Regions from separate parts of the Mus musculus genome. Here region 1 is linked to region 2. The links are chromatin contacts, called in public HiChIP or PLAC-seq maps. All regions are on one chromosome and are shown on one strand. The core of a region is the stretch at or near the end of the contact, and the rest is flanking DNA. Distances in the headings are between cores, read along the strand shown. Region 1 overlaps Rps6kc1 (ribosomal protein S6 kinase polypeptide 1). Region 2 overlaps Prox1 (prospero homeobox 1).

What was found. HiChIP or PLAC-seq counts read pairs in DNA pulled down with a chosen protein or histone mark.
Region 1: a contact with region 2 is called in an H3K27ac HiChIP or PLAC-seq map of acute myeloid leukemia, with 4 times the contacts expected there. The contact joins two enhancer-like sites. A contact is called at or near these places in 7 of 115 datasets of contacts at active chromatin or transcription factors (VIP interneurons, acute myeloid leukemia, differentiating embryonic stem cells and 4 more).

What each region holds. Positions count from the first base shown.
Region 1 is chr1:190,773,248-190,778,230 of GRCm38.p6, forward strand. Rps6kc1 (ribosomal protein S6 kinase polypeptide 1) reads right to left here. Exons shown (of 15, transcript NM_178775.4): 15 at 1-456. The coding sequence ends at 346. Among named protein-coding and RNA genes, the nearest start is that of Gm39738, 15 kb to the left of the region's middle. Within about 2 kb of position 2,079, at least 4 of the 459 cell types and tissues checked have an H3K27ac peak or open chromatin away from gene starts, as enhancers often do. A contact at or near this core is called in acute myeloid leukemia, where this site is marked.
Region 2 is chr1:190,123,262-190,127,809 of GRCm38.p6, forward strand. It overlaps Prox1 (prospero homeobox 1), which reads right to left. Exons shown (of 5, transcript NM_008937.3): 5 at 1-144. Among named protein-coding and RNA genes, the nearest start is that of Prox1os, 45 kb to the right of the region's middle. Within about 2 kb of position 2,305, at least 14 of the 459 cell types and tissues checked have an H3K27ac peak or open chromatin away from gene starts, as enhancers often do. A contact at or near this core is called in acute myeloid leukemia, where this site is marked.

The sequences.
Region 1 (4,983 bases), core at 829-3,328, 650 kb after region 2:
ATCGTGTAAACCAGTCTTGTTTAGCAGAAGCACCATCAGCTGCCACCAAAGGGTCCTTGACTCCCATCAGTCTTCCTTCTGTACTTCCAGCCTCCTGGCAAGGCGGTACACTGAGCAAGTTACGTCTCACCTTGGGGAAGGTGTGCACATAGCAGCTGCTGGGGCGGCTAGCTCTTCTCTTTCCAGACAGCAAGTGTAAGACAATCTGTTAATCTCCTGCCCCATCACTTCCTCTAAGGTCCTTGTCCCAAGACTCTGGCACACTAGCTGCAAGGTGCCTGAAGCCCAGCCACTCCTGAACTCTGTCACCAGGGACCTGTCTGGTAAGGACAATCCTTGTGGTGTTCATCTTGTCAACTCTGCCCAATCCACAGGGGTGAAAAACGGGTGAGATTTGATATCTTCAACACCAGCCACTCCAGCACCCAGGCGCTCCATAGGGTTGAACTGCAGGAGCTGAAACACAAGAGTCTATGAGTGACAGTCACAGTGGCAATGAGGGAAGGCGAGGCTTGCAGAAGGGAACCCCGCCATCAAGGGGCTGCCCACAGTGCCCCAGCTGTCTGGCTGTGGGCTGGTGGAGCATCCCAACTGAGTGCCAAGCTCTTTCAGGTCTGTAAGCATAGCCATGGATAATTCATTAAGTTTCCCTCATCCTCAAACAGGGTAATGGGATCAAGAGAGACAGCTACTTTCTTCATGACTCAGAAGTCTGGGAGTCCCACAAAAATCTTTCAGTTCACATTAGGCCTGTACTGCTCAAATCTGAGCAAGCAAATCTATGTCCCCAGACCACTTTCTCTGCAATGGCTGGTGTGTTTGATGAGGTAATTTGATGCAGTGAATAACACTGTCTCTAAATTAGGAATTATATATAAAATAAGCAAATACTGGTATAAGCAAAACCAGAGGCAATTGTGTATAACTATCCCAAAGCTCTGGTCATGCTGGAGAGTGTGCCTGAGACATTCCCACAGCCTCAAATTGTGTGTCAATTTATATACTATATAAATAGCTACTGCAAGTTACAAGTGAACAGTCTGTGACCAATTTAGACTTATGTCAGATCCAGTCCAGCTCTAGACCTCTCTGAATTGCCGGGTAGTCTGCTCCGTGACATTTGTGTCACCCCCACTACCTTGGCCCAAGGCAGCCACTGACTATAAACCTGTCCTTTTCAGGGAGTTCTTTTGGGTACAGTATTAAGTAAGCCTTTGCACTGAGCACAGTGCCTGTGGGAGTCAAACATCTGGAGATAGGCCCTGGCCTTCATTCTGATCAATATCCCATAATGACTCTATTGTGTGCTATTAATGTATTCACTCACTAACAGGCCTTCAAGTTTCCAGTTCTGGTCAATAATGAATGATATGCTGTTAGGAGTCATGTATGTTCCTCAGGAAGACATATGTCTTCAGTTGAGTTCAATCCTAGGATCAGAAATGTTGGGCTGCTGGGTCCCAGAGCAGGTTTGTATTTAACTAACTAAGAAAATGCCAAACTTTCCCTAAGTGGCTATACCTGTCTACACTTCCACCAGCAGTGAGCCGGGGCTCTGGGTTTTCTACCTCAGCAACATCTGGTCTTTACGAAAAGCAGCTCTAGAGGGTTTGTGGCATCCTGTGGTGGTTTTAATCACACTCCCTAGTGACTGATGACACTGAGCCTGGTTGTATGCCCTGGCAGCCACTCACATAGTCTCTGCTCAAATAGCTCACCATCCACATATTTCCAAACTAAGTTGTCTGTCTTGCTGGGTGACCAGCGTTTATTCCTTCTGAACACTACTAGAGATAAGCAGTTTGCAAACAGTGTCTCCCAGCCTGTGGCTTGTTCTCACTTTCTTCCCATCTTTGAAGCGCTCACGTTTTTTAATTTTAATGAAGTCTACTTTATCAATGTTCCTTTTAAGGATCATGCTTTTGGTGTCAGATCTAATTGGCTCTGCGTAGCCCAAGGCCATGGGTGTTTTCTCATGTTTTCCTTTACGGGTTTTACAGTGTTGGCTCTCTCCTAAGGTCTGTGAGCTATTTTCAGTTAATTCTTGCATATGGTATGAAGCAAGAGCCTGGTTCAGCATGGTTTGGTGGGTGACTGCTTCCTGATTTCCAAGCACTTGTAGAAGGCGCACTGCTGCCTTGATGATCGCAGCACCAGGTTATCTGCCTCAGAACTGTGGATGGCCGAGGCATCTCTGCCTCTTCTGAACACTGTAGTCGGAGTTTCTGCTCCTCTGACCCCTTCTGTGTTCTTCTGTTTTTCTCTCTGCGGTTTCTGCTTCTTCAGTTGGCTTTGGGTTTACTTTATTTGGATAGTTCCTTTCTGTAGATACTGGTTTTTAAGTAGGGACTTATTCTAGAGCTCTGACTGGCCTTGAACTCCGGGCAATCCTCTGCCTCGGCTTGCCGACTACTGGGATCATGGTGTGCGCCTCCATGCCCAGTTGTTTTCAGTGTCTCAGGGTGCAAGCTTACGCTGTGCTAACTGATGCATCTTACCCCACAAGCCTGGGTGCTGCTTCCACTTAGGTTCTGTTACTGCTGTGTTACAGCTTTTCTTATGATTTCTTCTTTCACCCCAAGTTACACCGGAGTGAGAATGCTGTTTAACTCCCAATACCTGTGGACTTCACCCACTGTTCCAGGGCTGGGATGAGCTTTTTGTCTTGCATTGTTTATTGCGGCAGGATCTCCTGCAGCCTAGGCTGGCCTAGAACTTGCTTGTGAAGGCAAGGGTGACCTTCAGGTTTATCTGAACACAGCTCACGGTTGGTAACCTAGGAGGAGGCTTCAGTACCTAGGTGACCGTGCACACGCCACGTTATTGTAGAGCCTTCCACCTGTGCCATTTCCTGTGTCCTCCGTCGCTGTCTGCTTTCTATGACTAACTACCAAAGTATGGAGGACTCCATTTGCTTTGTTGAGTTGTTCTTCCTTTGAGTTCAGCCATTTTATGTACTTTGGGGCTATAACTCATTACCCTTTCCTGTGTTGGCCTCTTATCCTTCTGAGGAGCCATCACTGCCTGGCGGGTTCCTGCCCCAGTGCCCACCATGCTGATTCTTACATTGCTCCCGCCCTTAGGGACTGACTGTGTGCGCGGCTTATCTTTCCTTGACCTTTTTCTTTAACCCACTCGTGTCTAAACTCAAAGCTGTCCCATGTACTTTTCCCAGGCCCTTTAACGACCTTTGGTATGGGGTGTGCAGATAATCACTTAGAATGTTCCCAGGGTTCTTTGTTTTCTTTGTTGCTGTAGAAACCACACAACTTAGTTTATCGCAATCTACTTCAGAATAGTACTAACGCAGTAACTGGCAAGAGTTTTCTTCCACCGTGGTCCAACTCTGTCCCTCTACTAATGCTAGGCAGAGTTACCCTTTGGTATCTATGGGGTCCTGGTTGTAGAGCCTGCATGAATATCAAGACCCATGGGGCTCAAGTCCCTGACAGTGTTTGCAGAAATGTATCGGCATGTCCTCCTATACACTCGAATCATCTCGGAGAACTTTAACTCACAACACAATGTAACCGATACGCACACAGGCCCTGCATGGCACTGTACTGAGAGAGGTGACAAGAAAATCATGCACATAGCTTTCCTTTTTTGAAGCATTGTCTCATACTATGACTCAGATTGGCCTGAAATGACTCAATATGTAGCCCAGGCTGGCCCTGAATTCATGGTAATCCTCCTATCTTGATATTCCACATGCTGAGCTGTGCTGTGTGAACTGCCAAGTCCAGATAGCATAGATTTTAGAATATATACATATTTGGTTTGTTGTTTGAATTTGTGGATGAAGAATGGACTTACACAAAGATATATACATATATGAGTGTGTGCATCTGTGTATGTGATAACAATGCTGTCTCATAATTATTACTACACATTCTGTATCTTTTATAAGAGGTGGGGAAGATGAATAGGAGAAATACATTTAGAGTTGGGTTTTTTTTTAACTTGTCTCTCACTGTACTCTGTTCACTGCATGCTCAGACCTAAGTCCACCACTCCCTCCACCCTGAGAGAGTCCCTAGCTCCTACATGTGCATCCCTGGCTGCCAGTTACTGAGTCATTCTTTTTCTGGTAGTGTCTTTATTTCACCTTTTATGAAAAACACTTTTTCTGAATCCTGGCTGAGTGCTATTCCCTTCCACAGCACGCATGCGCTTACAGTGCCCTCCATTCTTTGTTGGGCTGATGAAGAAACAAGCATTACTGCGCCCCACCCCCACCCCAGCCCCTGGGAACAGTTTTCAGTTTCTCTCTTCCTGGCTCCACATTTTCCCTCTCTTTCTGCCTTCCATCGATCTGCATCAGTGTGTCTGCCTGTGACTCTCGTTCTTCTCTGTGCAGTCTGCTAAGTTTCTTCCATGTTGCTCAGGAAGCCAGGAACATTTTCAGTTGCTATCGCTTCAAGTACTTCTGAGACTTTTCCCTGCTCTGTTTTCTTCTGGAGTCTTGCTTCAGGTACATCGGCACATTTGAAAGGAAAATATTGCCTCTCAGACCCCTCTGGCCCTGTCCACTGTTCTTCACAGATCTGGTCTGTTTCAGACTAGCCACTCCCACTGCCCAAGGCTCCGGAGTCTGTCTCGGATGTGACGCTGCATCCCCAGGGACTTCTTTCTTCCACTCAGTGAACTTCTCAAGCTAGGCCCCAACCTGCTCTCCCTTAAGCTTTCAGTTTGAAACCTACTTAGTTCACAGTTGACACCTTAGTTCTCTGACAATCTTCATAGTGACTTGTGAGTCTTGTTAAGTCCCACATCTGGGGTCACCTAAGACAACGTCCATCAATGGTGCTTTTCTCTGCATCCACTGTTGTGCTTCAGCTAGGTTTCATAACCCAATTTCCTCAAGTTTCTGCCCACAAACTATCATAGCTGTCAGTCTGTTTCTTTGTCTGGTAACCCACTTCAGCCAGCTTTGAAAGTCTGCTGATACACACACCTCACCACACACACACACACACACAC
Region 2 (4,548 bases), core at 1,055-3,554:
AATCTCAGGAACTTCACTATCCAGCTTGCAGATGACCTTGTAAATGGCCTTCTTCCAGGAAGGATCAACATCTTTGCCCGCGATGATGGCATTGAAAAACTCCCGTAACGTGATCTGCGCAACTTCCAGGAATCTCTCTGGAACCTGCTGATACAAGGAGACAATGGTATTAATAAAGTTTTCAGTTTCAAGTCTGTAGTTCTTCAAAGGAAACTGAGCTAAGTCCACACTCTCAGAAGGGGGCTTTAGACGGCACCTGCATTTTCTAAAAATGGCCGGCCTCTATTCTCTTGTGTGGAGTTGTTAAATATAGCAGCATTGTGATAGACGGCGGCTGCTCCGTGGGTTTCAGAGGAGACATGCGCAGAGGATACATGGGACCCGCCAACACCAGCGTTTCACTGTGGAACGCTGCAGTAGAAGAGAGACCCACGTCCTCACGTGGTTAAGCAGGTCCGTTCGAGAAGAAACTTGCCATCTCCCTTTTCAGAATTTGATTTCTTTCTCCTTTGGACTCCCATTATGAAAAAATAATGTATTTTCAGAATATAATACATGTTGGGCTTCTACATGAACTAAATCCCTAACGTCAATGAAGAAACGTTAAAATCGGTTTCCTGTTTGTGCTGTAGAACTGTTGCCTGGACGCGCAATTGTTTATTAAAATAGCCAGTACTATAAAGGGGTAAGATAACAGTACAAAATCCTGAGCTATGAAACTTACGCTGAACCCTGAATTGCTACCTTTTGCTTTGGCATTAGAATAGTTTCTTAGATGGCAGTTTGTGTAATTGATCATTGTTACAAAAGCTAACACTTACTGAGTGTTTACTGTGTCGGATACCATGTTACATTACATAGTGAATGTCATTTCATTTTTCCAACCTCTGTGTAAGGTGTTACTGTCTCAATGATACCTTGGGGGAAAAAAAAAAACAGAGGCACTGAGAGATCAGAAGGACTCATTCAGGGCCATTTTACTCCAAGATTGTCATTCTCCAAATAAGCCTTTCGGAATTTCTATTTGTCAAGTCCTTGCTCCCATAGCAATTAATGTATGAGACCTGTCTGTCTGTCTTTCTGTCTGTCTTCTTTTGTCTTCTCCTGATTAAATAGTGTGACCTTTTGACTGTGAGAAGAATACTTGGCACTCTTCAGAAGCAACTTACAGTAAAGCATGGCCTCTCAGTGCTCATATCAGCGTGATGGATTCATAAAATAACTGCACATTAATAATTTTCCCAGTACACATTAGTGAGGTTTTATTTTTACATCAAGTTCCGATGTAGGAGGACATGAATGCATGGCAGTGTATGTGTAGACACTTCTATCCTCACAGATATAACATGAAAGACCTTCACTGCAGCTCAGAAATGCCAGTTACTGGGAGATAATTGTCCACGAACAAGTGCAGTGTCTCCCTCTCTGCCTTTTCTCAGCAGGTATAGTGGGCATGTACATGGATATACATATACATAGATACATACACATGAATGAGTGATAGGCAACATAGAAAACTAAAACAATCACGGGATGTCCCTGAAGTTCTCATTTCTTCCAGTAGCTAGTCAATTGCTCTTTAGGGAAATCTAGTAACTTTCCAGAAAAATAAATCAATAAATAAATAAAAAGGGAAAGGAGGAAAAAAGGGAAAGGGAAGAAAAGGGCCCAACACCAAGTCTAGAACAGGCACAATGGCCCACATCTTCAATCTGAGCACTTGGATCTGAGTTCCAGGCTAGTCAGAGCTATACTGAGACCCTGCGTCTCAGAAGTAAAGAGGAGGTTATTGAGCAATCGCTCCCCGAAGCGTTTATGTTGGCCTGTCCAGACAGAGCTCAGAGCTGACAGGAAGTGTAGCAAGGGCCCCTTCACCCTTACTGGACAAACACCAGTCTACTGAGAAGCCACAGAGATTCCATGGAAGCACCTGCAGACATGCGGATTTCCTGGAGGGAGCATCCTGTCCCCACCCAATGACAAGTCATACCAAACGGGCCTTGCTGAGAGAGGCCATGTGGCTGGCTGTAGGTCTGCAGCCAAATGCTAACACGTACAAAGATCAGCGGTACAAACTGTGTGCTCTCTCGCTGGCTGCTGCCAACAGAACCTCCATGGGGACCTGTCTTCCTTCAACAACAAACCTAGAGCTACGGGAGACAGAGAGCTCGGAAACACACAGGTGTGAGTGCTACAAAGGGCGGGTAAGTCAGATGCCCCACCCACTCCAAGGACACGCCCAACCCCACCTGGGCCTAGCCTATCCACAGGCAGCCAGGGCCAGGGAGATGTCCCACCCACTCCAAGGACACACCCAACTCCACCTGGGCCTAGCCTATCCCCAAGAAGTCAGGGCCAGGGAGGAGGGCCTTGTGGAAGCTGTCAGAAGCAGAATTTGTCTAGATAACTCTACAACAGCATGAGCTTTTGAGGGGGTCGGGTAATTTAGGATTTCACTGAAGACAGAGGAGTTGTGCCAAGTCTCTACTCCAGTTCTCAGAGGCCATGAGCCTTAGCTGATGTGTCTTGTCCTGTTTTAACATTCACTTCTTGAGGTCACCATCGCTGCCCTGTGACAGCTTTTGTACTGTCTGACTTTTCACCTTCTTGTAAGTGGTTTCAGTGTGTTGTCCCCATCATGAGGTGTCCTAGCTGAGAAGCCCAGGTCTTTATTCTGTGTCACCTACATGTTCCTTAGGAGAGCTTTTATTATTCCACAAACACTGTTGTCCTTCACGAGGAGATGACCCCCCCCCCCCCTGCTCCATCCCATAGTGCTCTGTAGTCTACTGGTATGCTCCCGCAAGGCTTTGAGGAAAGAAACCCAGAGCTGGGTACAGCTCAGTGGTGCGGTATTTGCCTGGCCTGCATGAGGTTTAATCCTCAGTACCACTACAACAAAACAAATCAAAAAACAAAAAGCCTCAAAGAAGCAAATTAATGAAAAGATATAGTTTTAAGTAACACAAATCTTAGAAAACATTTTATGGATGAAAAAAATCTATGAGAAATCATAAAATAAAGATACCAGTGAACTAAGACATCTTTCTGACAAAACATGCTGGGCTCTGCATGCTTTTCCACTACTTATTTAGATTTAGTTTACATTCTCTCTCTCTCTCTCTCTCTCTCTCTCTCTCTCTCTCTCTCTCTCTCTCTCTCTCTCTCTCTCCCTCCCTCCCTCCCTCCCTCTCTCCCTCCCTCCCTCCCTCTCTCCCTCCCTCCCTCCCTCTCTCTCTTCCTCCCTCCCTCCCTCCCTCCCTCTCCCTCTCTCTCCCTTCCTCCCTTCCTTCCTTCCTTGCTTTCTGACCCAGGGTCTCATGTAGCTCTGGCTGGCCTTGAACTCAGCATGTAGTCAGAGAAGATTTCCTTGAATGTGTGATCCTCCTGCTTCTTCCTTCCTGGGTGCAGCGAGGATCCAGTCCTTTCTATAAAAGGCCGGTTGACCAGGCAACCAGTTCCCGACCAGCTGTGTCTCTATAACTGAGGAAAACCATGTGTGGGGAGCCAGTAATGTCAATGTAAATAAAATGGGTTAAGAGAGTTACTGGCTGCTGGTTTGGTTATTGGGAATAGGGTCCTCTTTGTGCAAGATGAAGCAGCTTGCTAACTTTCTGCTTGCTCTGGGCAGTGCACACTCAGAGGACCGTGTCGGGTAAAAGGCTTCTTGGAGCTCCTCCGATACTGGAGCAGCTCCTGTTTTGATGGTGGCTCCAGAGGTCAGTGTGGGGTAACAATGGCTATTCTGAGAGAATGCTGAGGTGTTCCACCCACAGGTAGAGATCTCACTCATGAAAACAGAGCCTCAGCTCTCTCTTCAGAACCCCTCTCCACCTTCATTTACCTGAGGAAGGCAGCATCTTCCTGATGTTTGGGGGGGCGCATCGGGGTTCAGGATTAGGATCATGACATTGCCCATATTTTAGGCACCTCCTCACACCTAATGGCTTTCCAATCACTAATAAACATCTGCAGAGAAGCCCTTAGTGACAAGTAATCCCTTATCTGGGTTTCTTTTAATAGAACCCAACAATCTCTACAGTGAACCCTTGAGTCTCCTCAGCATCAGGTGCAACAGTCAATCAAGTCACTGGAATGCAAGACAATGCAGGCGGCCGGGGGCGGGGGAGGGGGGAGGCCAGGCCTTTGGACATGCCACAGGGGAAAAACAAAAGGCTTCCAAAGTCTTTGGCAGACCTAGGAGGCTATTGTGGGAGCTGGCTGGCCAGAGTTCTTCAGGAGGGGACAGTGGAAACTTTGCTCTGATAAAAAGGCATCCCAGCCTAGGAGCCTCACCCCAAATAGTCTTGCCTTGACATTTAGAAGACAGACTCATGATGAGGTACTTGAATACACTGGCTACTCTGAGGGGAGATGACCAACAAGCATCTACCAACTCCATCCTGATTGTCTGCTCTCGTTTACTGATTGATCAGAGTGAGCGGGGGCTTGTGGGTTCCTGAAGGATGGAAGAAAAGAGTTTACATCTGCGCAGTACACAGCTGGGCAGCACACACATGCAGTGGACTGGCTGGCTGGGGGGGGGTG